Linked DNA regions of Mus musculus: regions 2 and 3 are each linked to region 1. Evidence: chromatin contacts called from public promoter capture Hi-C data. All regions are on one chromosome and are shown on one strand. The core of a region is the stretch at or near the end of the contact, and the rest is flanking DNA. Distances in the headings are between cores, read along the strand shown. Region 1 holds the start of Klf4 (Kruppel-like factor 4 (gut)). Region 2 holds the start of Txn1 (thioredoxin 1). Region 3 holds the start of Slc44a1 (solute carrier family 44, member 1).

Region 1 (3,262 bases), core at 336-2,835:
CAGCCCCACTTCATTGGGAAGAGATGCATTCCAAGAGCGCTTCTGTGGTCGGCCAGAAGTGGAAAATTCAGGATGACAAATATTCCGAAGAAAACTAATATAGGTCCCAAGGATTCCGGGACTCAAACAGGTGAAACGACAGAGGACGTGGCACCGACGCCCCGAGAGGAGCGAGTGCACACGCTGCCTATGCTGGAGCATCGACCCCCTTTCCCGAGTGCCTTTCTTCAGTCCCCGCCCTCAGCTGTCTCCGCCAGGGTTCAACCATGAGGGCGGCGGAGCCCAACTCTGCTCCCCAATCCAAAATAAACACCTAGCCTTAAAAAAAAAAAAAAAGTAAACCTAGTTTAGCGAGTTATACTGAACACCACACTCACGGTTTTTGTTTTGTTTTAAGTACTTGGTAGAGATGAGGGCGAAAACCTTTCCCGGCTGGAAAATTACTGAGGGTAGTGGGGAATGGGAAAAGGAGTAATAAGACTAAAACAAAGACTGCCTTTTCCCCTCCCGGTAGGCAAGGGCCTGAGGTGCCACTTTGGAGCACTAGGGTCCCATTGCAGCGCTCCTCTTCCCAGCGCAGGATCACCTCCCAGTGAAGTCCCTTTGAGTGGGTTGGCTAGCTCAGAACCTAAGTTGATGGGAGCGAGTTGTCCTATGACCTTTACCTCGCCGCTTCACCTCTTTATGACTCACTTCTCATCTTCAAAATGAAGAGTGCGAGTGCGTAGCTTGTAAAGAGCTTTGAGATCCCTGGTGAAAGGTATCTCCGCGCCTCGGTCCCTCTCCGCGTTCCCACTCCCCCACCCCCAATGTAAATCTGGAACGCCTTCCTTGTTCCTTCCATTATCAAGATGACTACGTGCCCAATCCCGGCCGCTCTCTTTCATAGCAGGCGCGGAACCCCTTCTCCTAGCTTCTGAGATTCCTAGCGCCCCCCCCCAATCACCCGGCCCTCACCCCCACCCTACGGGAGGCCCCACTGGCACCCGCGCCAGGCCAGGCCCTGCGCCGACACGGCCCGGCGTCTGCGTGCGTATGCGAGAGAGGGCGGGCTGGATGAGTCACGCGGATAATCGCGCTCTCGAGTGCGCAGACGACAGGACAAGCGCGTACGCGAGCAGGGGTAGGGGCGCGCCGCCTCTTCCCCCCCACACACACACACCCCCAACCTCCTGTCCCCCGCCAGGGTTCCCGTGGCAGGACTTTCGAGCCCAGGGAACCGACCGTGGCCGCCCAGAGGACCCCGAGTAGCGCGGCCACGGGAGCCACGCCGTACTCCCAGCGCCGGAGCCGCCGTCGCCGCCACCGCCGCCGGCGTCAGCACGGCTCCAGCCCGCCAGCTGCCTGGCTGGCGTCACGGCCTGGCCCCGCCCCGCCCGCGCCCCTCCCTCGCCCCCGCCCCCACGTGCGCGGAGTTTGTTTATTTAGCTACCATGGCAACGCGCAGTGGGGGCTGCGGGAAGGCGGGGAGAAGAAAGGCAGGGGGCGGGGCCTGGCGGCGGAGCCCCGCGCGCCGCCACAGGGAGGAGGCGGGGAGCAAGCGAGCGAGAAGTTATAAGTAAGAAGCGCGCGGCGGCCGCCGGCAGTTCCCCGGCCAAGAGAGCGAGCGCGGCTCCGGGCGCGCGGGGAGCAGAGGCGGTGGCGGGCGGCGGCGGCACCCGGAGCCGCCGAGTGCCCCTCCCCGCCCCTCCAGCCCCCCACCCAGCAACCCGCCCGTGACCCGCGCCCATGGCCGCGCGCACCCGGCACAGTCCCCAGGACTCCGCACCCCGCGCCACCGCCCAGCTCGCAGTTCCGCGCCACCGCGGCCATTCTCACCTGGCGGCGCCGCCCGCCCACCGCCCGGACCACAGCCCCCGCGCCGCCGACAGCCACAGTGGCCGCGACAACGGTGGGGGACACTGCTGAGTCCAAGAGCGTGCAGCCTGGCCATCGGACCTACTTATCTGCCTTGCTGATTGTCTATTTTTATAAGAGTTTACAACTTTTCTAAGAATTTTTGTATACAAAGGAACTTTTTTAAAGACATCGCCGGTTTATATTGAATCCAAAGAAGAAGGATCTCGGGCAATCTGGGGGTTTTGGTTTGAGGTTTTGTTTCTAAAGTTTTTAATCTTCGTTGACTTTGGGGCTCAGGTACCCCTCTCTCTTCTTCGGACTCCGGAGGACCTTCTGGGCCCCCACATTAATGAGGTAGGTGAGATGTTGGACTTGGGAACAGAAAGGGGTGAGGATTGGAGGGAAGCTTCGGAGCAGTGGCCAGGGTGTCCCCTGACTCCTGGTCCCTGTGCGCCCCGCCCGGCCCGCAGGCAGCCACCTGGCGAGTCTGACATGGCTGTCAGCGACGCTCTGCTCCCGTCCTTCTCCACGTTCGCGTCCGGCCCGGCGGGAAGGGAGAAGACACTGCGTCCAGCAGGTGCCCCGACTAACGTGAGTGTCGCGCTAGTGCCCTGTAGATTTCTGCAGATGGGGTGGGGTGTATGGGCGGAATCCGGGGGTCACCAAGAGTCCTTGGTTAGGACAAGGATTGCCCTCCATTGGAACTCTACAGCCTTCCGAGGTGGCTCCTCGGCCCTTGAGTCGGCCTTAAGTGCGTGTGGTCCCGGCACTGCGGTACCGCCAGGGGCGCACAGCGGTTCCCCACTAGTCTTCGGGCGTCCGGACCGTGGGGTGGGCGCACTCAGTCCACTATATTTTAGGTGGACAAGTCTCGAGACCCTTTGGGCCGGAGTGATCGTAGCGCGTGGGCGACCCGGTGGCTATGGTGCATGGGGAGAAAGCCACCGTGTCCCAGTGTCCCAATTCCGTGGGCGGCTGGAGCGTCCCGCGGATCTGGCGGGGAAGAGGACTGGGCTGGTGGAGCGACGGCACTAGCTTGCAGGAGAACGAACGCGCCACCTCTTACCTTGGTGTTAGCTGAGATTGCAGTGTGGCCCCTGGAGTCCCCGAGGCTGCCTTCCTGTTCTGTCCAGTTCCTATAGCAGGGTGTTGGTGTGCTTCACCCAACAAGTCAATATTAGGGGTGGCAACAGGGTGCTACAATTAACAGTTTCTCTCTCCCTCCCTGTTCTTGCAGCGTTGGCGTGAGGAACTCTCTCACATGAAGCGACTTCCCCCACTTCCCGGCCGCCCCTACGACCTGGCGGCGACGGTGGCCACAGACCTGGAGAGTGGCGGAGCTGGTGCAGCTTGCAGCAGTAACAACCCGGCCCTCCTAGCCCGGAGGGAGACCGAGGAGTTCAACGACCTCCTGGACCTAGAC
Region 2 (3,262 bases), core at 394-2,893, 2.4 Mb before region 1:
GCTGTGAAGAATCTTAACACTCACTCTAACCTCCCAGTTCTTCATTCTCTTATTGTCGATATCCCCCACATTTACCCATGTGTATTGGTACTGTACAGGTGCCAGGGAGTCATGCCTTCCTAGCAGAATCAGTGGACATCTGAGGGTCTGTGGAGAGGTGCCAGCTAAGGGAGGAACCCTTCCAAGTTCTACAGGTCAGTGTTTGACTACCAAAAAGCCAGAAACCTGGAATGTAGCTGGACTGAAAAGACCCGACAGCTGCAAAGAGAATTAATAGATTCTGCTCATCTGCCTGGGGTTCCTCTCTGCCTCAGCTGTCCTAAAGGGAAGGCTACTGCCTTTGGGGCAGCATCCACCCGCAGTCTAGGGCTATGTTCAGAACACTCCCTCTTGTCTACATCCTCACTCATTACTTGAATTCCTCAGCCCTTCAAAAACATCGCACAACTGGTTCTGGTATTTTAAATGTTTTGAACAAGGGAAGCCAGTGGGTAGGGGTAGGGTGGCTGAGACACAGTTTCATTAGCCTCCCGTGCTTCACCTCGATGTAGATTTATCTAGATCGGCTCTCCAAATGCAGGCTTGGTGAGTTCCTCCCAGGATGCTGGCTCTGTCCAGTCTCCACCTCAGCTGCTTCACCAGAACATACAGCGGCACTCTTGGGGCTGCACAAAGCCACCTTAAGAATCTTAGCTTCTTCCACCATGCCCTGTCCTCCTGAACATCACCTCAGTTATCATTGAAGAAGACTCTTCCTGGCGTCCTCTCCCAAGGCGGAAAAATCTCCTCAAAGCCTATACTGTCATTGTAAATACAAGGCAGCCAAACTCAGCAAGGCCCCACAAGGCACCACGCAAGCTTAATTAGCGCTCGCGATGACTATAATTAGAATAATTCATTGAGTGCTTCCTTATGGGCCAAACGCTGTCCTCAGTCAGTTTTCAAGCCCTTAAATCCTTCAAGACAATGCTGGGAGCTAGACTATCCGATCTCTATCATGCCTACATGTGCATGGGGCACAGAACAGGGCTCTAAACGGCTCTGTGCCTCTCCCAGTAGCAGGTTCACCTGTTAAAGTTAAGGAATAGGAGAGAGAGAGGAGAAAGAAGCGGCAAAGAACTACCCAGAAAGTTGGCGAGGACGCGCACTGAGACACTTCCTGGTCATCGTTACTCAGCACTTTGAGTCGAACTGCAGCATGGCCGCCCTAGTCTAAGGATACACCTCTGCCTGGGCAGTCCTAGGGACTGTCCCCAGCCCCAATCTGGAAGTATCTGACTTAGGTCTAGTTTGGGGCATGGGCAGTGTGATTACAGAAGGACTCTACGGTGTGAGAGAGGACCGTGATCTACCCCGGCGCTGTTCGCTGTTAAAGTGCCCTTGAGGCAGCTGGAAGTTGGCTCTTAGGGGTAGCTGCCGCGCGGCGTCTGGAGCCTGGAAAAACCCGAAGCTGCTCCAGGAGCCTGTGCTAGCTCCGCCCCTTATAAACTAAGGTTCTTGTTCGGCAGCTTAGAGTGGGGCGGGGAAGCCAGGAGTGAGGCCAGCGCTAGGACAGTCCCCAGGCTGCACTAGTAGCCGACTCTGGCTCCGCCCCCTGGAAAACCGCCCCACCTCTTGGGGGCGTGGTCTAGGCGCGGCCTGCCCAGGCGCCTTGGCGGACGCGGGAGGCGGGAAGCGCGTCCCCGCCGCGCGTGCCCGTCCGCCCCGCCCTGCTGCGCTCCGCCCTATTTCTATAAAGAGAAGGCGGGCGCCGCACTCGGTTGCAAGCTCCGTTGGGCGCCTTGGATCCATTTCCATCTGGTTCTGCTGAGACGCGTGTGGCTCCCTCCCCGCAACAGCCAAAATGGTGAAGCTGATCGAGAGCAAGGTACGCATGCCCGGGCGCCGCGCACATCCCGCGGTGCTGAAGAGGACACTCTCGGTGTCCCCGCGGGCTTAGCGGCCCAGGGCCTGTGTGCGCCCTCGGCGGTGGAGCATGCCCTGGGGGAGGGGACGAGGGGACCCTGGAACGCCGGGTACGGGAGATGCACTCGTGGGCAGCACCTGAGTCCCCGGAGCTGCACTCCCTACCGCCAGCCCAAATCTGGCGGAGGTGAAGAGATGGACCGGGGTCCTCCTGTGACACTCCCCCCTTCCCGTGCCCCAACTGAATCAGGATTTAGGATCTCTAGGAAAAGATGGAGAGCCGCCACTTCTCGAGTACGCGGTGCCACACGCCGCGCGGGTGTGTTGTACTGCTGGGCTCGGCCTTAGTTTCCCTCCATCAGTGACCTGCCGCCTAGAGGACACAGGCCAGGTCGGTGCATGAGGGTGGGTCTCGGGTCCCAGTTAAGTACCCTCGGATCGGTACCCCAGGTGACTACTAAGGAGAAAGGTCCAGGCCGCGCCCGAGAGACTCCTCCTCCTGCGTCGCAGGGCGTGTTTCCGGCAGCTCTGGCTTTGGAATGACTCAGTCCCCAAAGTCTGGCCCCGGGGCCTCGCAACCTTAAGGTTTCAGTGATTGACCCTCCATAAGTGGGCTTTGCTGGAACCAGGGCTCTCCCCCAGGGAGTAGTCAAGTACAAAGTCCTGCCCTTTGGGAAAAGAAAAATAATACCCAAGGGAAAAACTGTTACCATATTCGAAAGTTACTGAGAACCAAAATATCCTCCAGATTGGGAAACCCAGAGCCTGTTACACTGTAACTATTCGGGGAATATTTATAAAATGAAAAGTGAAAGGAGGTTGGGGGTGGAAATTGATGTGTGAAAGACTGGCTCACCCTTAAACTAGGAAATCCGTGGAAGACAGGTCCGCGCCCTCCAGTTTTGAGCACCTGGTTGGGTCTCAGTACAAAAGTTGGCTCACCCACTACCAGCCATATTAGTCCCAGCACCCAGTTGGATCCTTATCTGTTTAAACTGACCTACTTATGGAACCTTTGCCATTCCAATAGGAGCGGTGTACATTGGTGCCAGGAAACCAGTTACTCGGAAAAAGCTTGGGCCCCAAAAGCCTGCTACCAAGGCTCTGATCGGAGTCGCCCAGAATCAGAAGTTAAACTGAATACACATAAATTTCATGTGATGGGCTTAAGTTGATTAATTAAACTATGTAAAATGTAGCCTTATTTCTGACGACTGTGTGGGTAGTTAAAGGCCCCTGGGGTCAATCTCCACACAGGAGTGGAATAATAGGCTATGATATAATGGCTCAGAAATCAACAGTTGATTTGCCGTGTTTATCTTTAAGAATAAAATTATTCCTTGAACTACACACACAC
Region 3 (3,262 bases), core at 496-2,995, 2.1 Mb after region 1:
TCCTTAACACCAGGCACATGGTTTTCCTTTGCTATCCTAACTGAATAAGGTTTCACTAACTAAACCAGCCAGCCTAAGAACTGGACAAACAGGATCAATGCTCAATAAAGCCATAAATGTCCTCCACTCATCTCCAATCCTAGTTGTTTCTGTGACAGATCTCAGATTTTTCAGAGCAAGTATGCAGGTTATTTAAACCTGAGTTATATATAGTCACTTAGCACCAAGCACTTCTGTGTCACAGATGCTACATCTCTAGAGGAATTTTTTTCCCCAAAAAACTAGCATTTTTTTTTCTTCGCCAAGAACCAACCAGCCTTTATTTCTAGAAGCAAGCGCATACTTCTCCCCATCACCACCACCAAACAAACAAATCACAGACTACTGTTAAATTCTACGCTAATGAAACTGTGGAGAAACATCCCAGGCGTTGTCAGAGCCTATTTTTCATACACCACCACCAGACAGTTTGATGCAGTATTCCTGATTGCTTTTTATCGTATTTGTAAATACACTCACTAATCCACTAAATTAGATAATTTACAAACAGGTCCTCTCAGTTATTAGTGGCCAGCAGTCAAGTTCTATTACATCTGATCCTTACACAGTTGTCCAAACATTTCCACCCAGGTTAAAGGCTCTGATCGGAAAGAGAAGGCGGCTAGCGAAATTTGGATGGGGGCAGGGTGGCAGCTGAGAGAAATCTCTGCATCTCAGCCCTCAGCGACAACATCCAGCCAGTGCCCACAGAAAAACTAAATTCGGCACCTCTTCCTCCTGTTACACTGGCAACAAAGAGGGAGTTTCCGTAACGCTCCCGTCACCCACCAGGTGCCCAATCTCCTTCCCAGCCCAGTCCCCCCGCTCCCGCAGGGGCCTCGGTGCGCCGAGAGGCCGCGGTGCTCAGGGTCAAGGCACAGAGGGGGGATGGGATGGGGAACGAGCGGGTGGGATCTGTGAAATGGGCCCTGGAAGGGCACCGGGACCCAGTGAAGCACCTGATCCCGGCCAAGGGGGCCCGCAGACCAGGGGAAATGGGCAGCTTATTAAATGGATCCGAAACTAGAATAAGGTGGAAGAGAGGTGAAGAGCCCAAGCTGGGGTACACCTTCTGGGGACACGGAAAACAGTCTGTGGGTGGCGGGGGGGCTCGGCGGAGGTGGAGAGCAGGCTGGCGGGCCCCAAGGAGAGGGAAGCGTATGCCTCCCCGGGGCAGAGCGGGCGCCCGGGGCGCCTCTACCTGCAGACGGGCGGGACGGGCTGCTCAGGTGCGAAAGCGGGGGAGGGAGCGCAGCGGGCATTGGGGGACCAGGCACGAAGCGCCGAGGTCGGCGGGGACCGGAGGGGCGCAGGGCACGGCAGGGGAGCGAAGGGCACGGCTCGGCAGGCGCTCACAGCGCGGGGTGGCATCCGGGCGGGCGGCCGGGAGGCGGGAGCCCCTCACCTGCGCGGCGGAGGCGGAGCTGCAGCAGCCCATGGCGGGGCCGGAGGAGCCCGGAGGCGGCGCCGGGCGCGCAGCTACGCCCCGGAGCCCCTCGGCATGCGAGCCGGCGGGCGCCCGGGGAGGGCGCGGCCTGGCCCCGCACGACTCGGCAGCGACGGCGGCGACGGCGACAGCGGCAAGAACTCAGGAGGCTGCGCGGTCCGGGGCAGGCGCCGGCCACATCCCCCGGCGGCGGCAGCGGCGGCGGCGGCGGCTGCGCGGCTCCGGCTCCGCTCCTGCTGCTGCAGCTGCTCCCCAGCGGAAAGGGGCGGGCGGCGGCGGCAGCCCCTCCCCCTGGCCCCCGCCTCCCACCACCCGCTCCCAGTCCCGCTCCCGCTCCCTCTCCCGGGCTGCAGCCGCCTCCTCCTCGGCGCCGCGCGCGTCTCCCATCAGACTCCCCGCCCCCAGTGCAGCGCCGCGCGGCGCGGACGGCGGGGACGACGGCAGCCCAGAACGAGGCCGGGCCCTTGGGCGCGCGCAGGAGTCTGCGCGGCGCCGGGCCCATTTCGCGGTGGCACCGAGGCCGAGCTCTGCCTCGGGGCGGCGAGAGGGCGTCTGAGGCCGAGGCGCCCGTGGACCCGGCGGGCTCGCAGAGGGAAGGCGGCCGACTTGCTTCTGTACGCGCGAGGCACGGGGAGGTCACCGGGGGTCGCTCCTTCTCCCGGGTGGGAGCGCCTCTGAGGTCACTGACCCGGAGCTTTTTTTAGGGCTCTGGCGGCTGTTTATGTTACCCAGAAGAGAGAGTATTTGCAAAACCTCCCATGGAGAAGGAATGGGTGATGGAAGTGGAAAAATATCATCTGTTGCTCCTGGCCCCATTTTGCTGATGTGGACACTAAGCCTTGAAGGAGGCCGACGACAGTGAGAGCACCCAACTGGAAATTGTAGTAAAAGAGCCAGAAATGGGAGGGGAAGGTAGTACTCCAGGCCCTCAAGTCAAAGCCATGTTGGTTCTTCACTAAACTTTCTTACACATGGTAGCGCGGGCACACACATAAACACACGCACCAATTCATCTTTAAAATATTTACCGAGGCACTCACTATATTACAGTCTAGAAATTTATGGCACTAAGATTAAACAGGCGATAAAAGGCAAAGTTGCTACTCTCTTATTAAAAAAAACGAAACCTGTATTAATATGCGTTGGGGGTAGCAACAAGTTAGACATGCACAACCTTTAAGAAATTTCCAATGTTAGGGAAGTCATTACAGATACAGTGAAGCGAGAGCAGTTTAAAAATGGCGAGAGTAAACAAGGTCATGATTAACTATCACCGAAACGCGCATGTATCTAACACTCATATAAACATTCCGGTCTTGTTTCATATTGTCAAGGTGTTGCAAAGACTGGGATCAAAAGGTTTGCAAAGATACCAGAGTGAGACCCCAGAAATGCTGACTTGTCCATAAAAGGCAGATTTCAAGGTGACTCAAACTCAAAGGGGAAGTTGACTAGAGGAGCAAGGAAAGGAGAAATCTAAACAAGAGGGTGGGGAATGGGTGTGGGTGGGAGGGGTATGGAATGGAGACAAACTCACACACAGAAAATTCCCTAGTTGGTGTTTTGCATTACCATTTCCTGGATGGCTTGTTCCTCCAAACCTCATGATCCTCTGTGAAGTCCTGATAGCAGGGATGGCTGCAAAGTGTAAGATTAAATAATGTGGGTAGGCAGTGGACAGGTCAGTGAATAAGCACTCAACAACAACTTCTTCAGATCCTTGACTTTTCTGCAGTTTGACCTGAGGCTCTTTCCTAGGCACAGGATGAGTGACTT

Evidence for each region. Promoter capture Hi-C pulls out the DNA fragments that hold promoters and counts their contacts.
Region 2: a contact with region 1 is called in a promoter capture Hi-C map of pre-B cells, with 2.2 times the contacts expected there. The contact joins the promoter of Txn1 here to the promoter of Klf4 in region 1. A contact is called at or near these places in 1 of 39 promoter capture datasets (pre-B cells) and 1 of 115 datasets of contacts at active chromatin or transcription factors (astrocytes).
Region 3: a promoter capture Hi-C map of liver shows a contact between it and region 1, with 5 times the contacts expected there. The contact joins the promoter of Slc44a1 here to the promoter of Klf4 in region 1. A contact is called at or near these places in 1 of 39 promoter capture datasets (liver), 1 of 484 Hi-C or Micro-C datasets (CD4 T cells), 1 of 115 datasets of contacts at active chromatin or transcription factors (astrocytes) and 1 of 9 other capture datasets (liver).

Annotation. Positions count from the first base shown.
Region 1 is chr4:55,530,798-55,534,059 of GRCm38.p6, reverse strand. Klf4 (Kruppel-like factor 4 (gut)) reads left to right here and starts at 1,585. Exons shown (of 5, transcript NM_010637.3): 1 at 1,585-2,193; 2 at 2,310-2,430; 3 at 3,077-3,262. The coding sequence starts at 2,189. Gm12506 (a long non-coding RNA gene) reads right to left here and starts at 1,350. Exons shown (of 5, transcript XR_390585.4): 1 at 1-1,350.
Region 2 is chr4:57,954,792-57,958,053 of GRCm38.p6, reverse strand. Txn1 (thioredoxin 1) reads left to right here and starts at 1,643. Exons shown (of 5, transcript NM_011660.3): 1 at 1,643-1,867. The coding sequence starts at 1,844. It overlaps Gm35344 (a long non-coding RNA gene), which reads right to left and starts at 1,611. Exons shown (of 3, transcript XR_881303.3): 1 at 542-1,611.
Region 3 is chr4:53,438,899-53,442,160 of GRCm38.p6, reverse strand. It overlaps Slc44a1 (solute carrier family 44, member 1), which reads right to left and starts at 1,745. Exons shown (of 16, transcript NM_001374697.1): 1 at 1,445-1,745. The coding sequence starts at 1,477.